Linked DNA regions of Rattus norvegicus: region 2 is linked to region 1. A link is a contact called in public Hi-C data. All regions are on one chromosome and are shown on one strand. The core of a region is the stretch at or near the end of the contact, and the rest is flanking DNA. Distances in the headings are between cores, read along the strand shown.

What was found. A called contact is a pair of places that touch in the nucleus more often than the background predicts.
Region 2: a contact with region 1 is called in a Hi-C map of the A7r5 cell line, with 4 times the contacts expected there. The contact joins the promoter of Cyp1b1 here to the enhancer-like site in region 1. A contact is called at or near these places in 8 of 12 Hi-C or Micro-C datasets (the A7r5 cell line, the Rat2 cell line, hepatocytes and 4 more).

The regions. Positions count from the first base shown.
Region 1 is chr6:20,944,604-20,947,303 of GRCr8, reverse strand. No RefSeq gene overlaps it. Among named protein-coding and RNA genes, the nearest start is that of Atl2, 55 kb to the right of the region's middle. Within about 2 kb of position 1,288, at least 6 of the 93 cell types and tissues checked have an H3K27ac peak or open chromatin away from gene starts, as enhancers often do. A contact at or near this core is called in the A7r5 cell line, where this site is marked.
Region 2 is chr6:21,093,226-21,096,034 of GRCr8, reverse strand. Cyp1b1 (cytochrome P450, family 1, subfamily b, polypeptide 1) reads right to left here and starts at 1,470. Exons shown (of 3, transcript NM_012940.2): 1 at 1,101-1,470; 2 at 1-719. The coding sequence starts at 718.

The DNA of each region.
Region 1 (2,700 bases), core at 39-2,538:
GGTACTATGCCCACTTCTGGCCAAGGCTATGGATTCATGGAGTTTTCAGTCCTTAATAATCACAAAGAAAGAGAGTAGGAAGAAGTCCTCTTACCCCAGCCAAATAGGTGCTTCTGTTAGATTAATAACAGTGATTGATATAGGACCTCATTTGAGTAGAGACTGTCTTGGAAGCTGGGCCTCAACCCAATGGAATGTTTCTAGTGCATCCAACTTCATTAATTAAGACTGAAGGAGGAAGAATCCTGAGGAGTTTGCAGAGAACCCCAGAAGGTACCTCCTCCCTTCCCTTCACACAACGGGAACTAGAAAGCAGGCATTCATATGTGTTGCTTCTCCTTTAATGTTTACTTCATCTTGAAAAGACTCTTGGTTTTCTGCAAGGGGAAGTCTGATGGTTCTGTGGGTAATAAATAACCCCTCGCTCTGAGAAATCTGATGCTTGACTCCACTGAGCCACTTGGTAACTGCAAACTGACATTACAGAAGCTTTTCCTGTGAGACCACAGATATCTAAGCCATTTCCCTCTTCAGATGACTCCAGCTGAATGGCTTTCTGTGCTATTAGTGGAACATATCCAACAATCTTTGATTTGTGGTTGCTTGATTGGGCCCTGAAAGGAGAGGCTATTTCCTTGCAAGGAGGAATAATTGCCTGGGAATTCTTCAGGGTGATATCATTCCTGTGGAGGGAGCATCAATTTTCTTGACACTGAGAATGTTTATGGGAGTGAAAGGGGGAAGAGCTTTTGAATCTCATCTCACAAAACCCCAAGCCACAGCTTAGCAGATCAAACCAGATAACTTTAAGCAAAATGTCAGCCTTCAGACTGTGCCTAGGTCAAGTGATACGCGTATATGTGGTGGGGAGGGTTATCCATGTGTGGGGGTGTATTCATGGCATGACAACCTATGGTGCTGGCCCTCAGGTGCCCTCCACCTTTTGTCTCTCAGTGGCCTGGAACACCACATGGGCCAGGCTGGTTGGCTCTTAAGCCCATGGAGACCCCCCAGTCTCTGCTTCCCATTTCACAGCACTTGGATCCCAGGTATGCTTCACACAGGACTGTTTTTAAAACTTGAATTCTAGAGATCCAAATTCAAGTCCTCAACTTGTAAGGCAAATGTCTTACCAACAGAGCCATCTCCCCAACCCCCTGCCTATGAATTCTGAACCCTTTTGCAGTCAGAGTGCAAAGAGGGCACCGAATACTCTTCACCAACAGGAGAGAAGACATTTTGCACAGGGCCATTGCAAGAGGAGCCACGTGCTTACGGCCCCACTTTAGGAGTCTTTGGCACCATCTGCTCCAAAGGAAATGACCACGCAACTCGTCACTGTGTGATTGATGCTTCCAAGGACAGCGTTTGTTTTGATGCTGGAAACCTATCTTTCTCTTGAAATCATAACAGCCAAAGGTTATCTTGGGCTTAGAAGGGAACTTTTGTCCTTAATGAGCTATTTTCTTTCTAAATAACTTGAGATTTGCAGAAAGGTTGCCAATGCAGGGCAGAGAATCCCCCTGTGCCCGCAGTCTGTCGCAGCTTTCACTGCCTTTGTCAGAATGGACAAGTGAATGCTTGCATGGGTGCTGTTCAGACAACTGGGGAGTCAAGACGTCTTAGTCTCAGCCAGCCTGTGACACAGTCTGACTTTCCTCATTTGCCAGTCTTCATGATTTTAAAGAGCCTTGGTCCAGTGTTTGGTAGGAGGTGCCTCGGTTCACTTTGGTCTGAATCTGTCAGACTAGGGCTATGAGGTTTTCAGGAAGGAGTGCCTGGGGCAGATAATTTTTAGAAAGTATAGTTACCAGAAGTTACGAGATGGCCTGCTTTGTCTCTTCCAGCCTGTTTTGAATGACGTCATATGCTGGTTTTGTGATGAATTTTTCCAATTTGAGTTTCTAGCTCCTTTAAATAGTGAGTTCCAGGCCTCTGCAGGAGCCACAGGTGGGGGAAGCAGGTGTCCCCTTTTAGAGCAATGGTTCTTGACCTTCCTAGTGCTGCCACCCTTTCACAGAGCTCCTCGTGTTGTCATGACCCCCAACCATAGAATTCTTTCTGTTGCTACTCCATACTGTAATTTTGCTACTGCTATGAATCACAATGTAAATATCTGATATTTCCAGTGTTCTCAGTCTACCCTTATGAAAGGGTTGCTGAACCCCTCAAAGGGGTCATGACCCACAAGTTCAGAGTTTTAGAGTTGGGGGCTACCTATAGTATCCTCAGTGGCCACACGTCATGGTGTTGGCTGAAGCAGAATTTCAGCAAGTCTATCATACTGCTTTCATAACGGAAAGGGACCCAGATGAACTCCCAAGTCAAGAAAAATAATGCAAGAGCAAAAGATGCGGCAGCCGAGTCTCAGGAAAGCTTCATTTTCCTAGTGATGGGAGATGGCATGAACAGGGTGTCAGAATGTGTCAGAATTGCGTCACGTTCTATCCTCTGTGTCTGCACAGCATGACTTTTGCTTATGCTTGGCAACAGAATGGGGACAAGACTCACAGGAAGCTGGCTGACAGGAAAGTCAATAAATGGGCACGACAGTGACAACTGCCCTCTCCTTGACTTCCTAAGCCCTCCATGTCACATTCTGGGACAGGGCCACTCACTGAGAGCCACATAGTTTTACTTAGCCTTGTCAGGCTCTTCGCTCCTGCAAACTCCAACCGAGAAGTCTATTTGAGACATGGA
Region 2 (2,809 bases), core at 221-2,720, 150 kb before region 1:
GGCTGCCCGCGCCCACGGTGCGCCCGAACTCCTCGTTGTGGCTGAGCAGCTCCAGGAACTCGGCATCGTCGTGGTTGTACCGACAGCCGAAGCATACAGCGCTCATGACATTAGCCACCGCCACTATGATCGGCTGCGTCGGATCGAGGCAGGCGCCACCGGCGCAGCGCCGCACCAACACTGCCACCAACTCTCGAGCCTCTCCCAGCGCGTGGCCCTCGAGGAGACCGCGGCTGCGCGGGTGGCGGGTGGAGAAGGCACGCATCGTGCCATAGGCTGCACGTCGCCGCTCCTTCCAGCGCTCTGAGTAGTGGCCGAACGCCAGGCTGCGGCCACCAGACACCACACGGAAAGAGGCGAAGGGAGGCCGGTCCGCAAAGACGCCGCCCTGCTGCACCAGAGCCTGATGGATGGCACTCTCGCCATTCAGCACCACCACGGGACAGCTGCCCAGACGGATCTGAAAAACGTCGCCATAGCGCCTCGCAAGGCGAGCGAAGTACAAGTGCGATGCCCGGCCAACAGACGCCGCGTTTCCGATCAATGGCCAAGGAAAGGGACCCGGGGGCGAGGACCACGGTTTCCGTCGCCACTGGCGCAGCAGCCACTGGCCTAAGTGCACGATGGCCAGGACCGAAACGAGTAGCAGAAGAATGGTCTGTTGGGTAGACAGCGAGCTCAGCTGCTGTGGACTGTCTGCACTAAGGCTGGTGGCCATGCTGGGGACACAAAGGCAAAACGTGACACTCAGGTGTGCAAAGGAAATGAAGAGCGCCCCCGCCACGCCCCGCGTCTCAGTCCCAGCATGGGGGCTACAGACTGGGGTTAAGCAGAGGAGAAGCGGTGCATAGCTCGGGTAAAGACTGGCTTTCTAGGCAAGATGCTTAAAACTACATTTCGTACCCAACCCAGCCTCCAGCAGAGACGTACCAGCTTCCAAATCCCCGGCTGCCTAACGGTTCCCAGAATTCCCACACATGCGAGTGAATGGCAGACACAGGCGGGCGGGTCTCTTTTAAAGTACCTAATGCCCAACCCCTGACCTTCAAGAACTGCTGCTCTGAAGAGGCTCGGGAAGGTGGCTCCGTGGACAGACTGACCTGCGATGAAGCGCGGTTCCAGCGGTGTAGAGCAGTGGGGTCTGGGAGAAGCTCTGGAGCCTCTGCCCAGACTCTGCAAGACTTCAACCTGAGAGTCCCCAAGGACCCGGAGTCCTAGACACCTGAGGCCCGCTGCTTTAGCACCCACTCTTGGCTCAGTCAGAACCTAAACTTAGATTAGGATGGAGGACAGGGGGGAAGTGTCTCAAGTTTGCTGAGCTCCAGTGCACCTGGGGCTCCGCAAAGTCAGGACTTTCTCACAGAGTTGGAGTTGCGGTTGAGATGGGTGAGGGGTTGGGAGTTGATAAAGTGGAGCTAAATCCCAGCCCGCCGGCGGCTTTCAAGCTGGCGTCGCAGAGGTGTCTGCAACGCACCCCAGAGGCGACACGCCATCCCTCTACTCCGGGGTTTTAAAGACTGGAGGAAGTGGGACCTTAAGGGGTGGGGCGTGAGGGGCGGGACGCACTGCGAAAGTCCACAGATCTGGGACTTGGGTCTCAAGTCTGTGCTCAGGGTGACCCAGGGTGGTCCAGTGGGACGTCTGCGCCGCCGGCCGGGACTGTTCTGAAACAATAGCTGGCAACTTTATTAGGAGCCGCCTTGTAAAGTTTTCCTTTGGCGATAACAGCTTGTCGTCAGTCATTCCCTAGTGAAGACCCCCACGCTTTCCCCAGAATTTCCTACGCCTCTGCGCGCTGGGGCAAAGCGCAACCAAGAGCACGCCCTCCTCCTCCAGGTGACTCGAGCTTGGTGCCTTGCTCATGATCCTTAGGCACCGAGCCAGGAAAAGAAACTTGCCATTTTAAGAACAGAACACCTTGGTTTGCCTTGCATTTATCTTAAGGTTTTGCAAAGCATTTGGCGCTCCAGTCGTGGCCCTTTGTGTGCATGGATCTCTTTCTACCTCTGAGATCTGGAAACCTTGTAAGTTCTCCGCGCCCCACCCCCCTCGCAAAGGCGTGCACCATCCTTCTGCACACAAAGTTCTCAGAAGGCAAGGCTTCCCGCGTTGAAACGACAGGAAATCTGCCACCTGCTGGACATGCGTGACAGTTCAGGTCGCCCCAGGCAGTGTTCCAAGCTTGGGTGTTGGAGGCAGTCCTGGAGCGCCAGACCGGAGAGGGGGCGGTGAGTGGGAGGAGGAGGAGGCAGCTCTGTACGCCAGCAAACGGTTGGGTTGAAAAGTTTCTGCTGTCGCCTCCCCATTGCGTGCGGAGCTGTGCCTTGCGTGCGCCGCTTCTGGGAAGTCGGCTCCAGTCATCTCCCTGGGCGCTGCTCGCGGCCGCCCCTCCCGCGCTTCTCACGGCACCTGACACGCCGAGGCGGCGGCCAAGGGCGGGGTGCCTGTCGCCGCCACCCTCGGCGGCGCACGCACAGCTGCGCCCGCGGGACCTGCCCGGAGGATGCTTGGTCGCCGCCAACTTGTCGACCCCCAACTCACTCAGCCTGTTTCCCAAACTAGCCCTGGGGACATTTTCTTCAAAGAGAAAGCCAGGGATGCCAAATGGCCTGGGAAGTTACTGCCCTTGTTCGTACCAGTCAATGCATAGTATCCTGCTTTCAAAACACCCGAGAGAAAAAGGTTTCAGCTAGGCGCTGGAAAAGGCAACCCAAGAAAGAGGTAGAAGACTTCTAATCAAAGAAGAATTGTAGCTCCAGGCCATTGGTGTGATCTCCCGATAACCCACTCCCAACGCTACATTATTGTC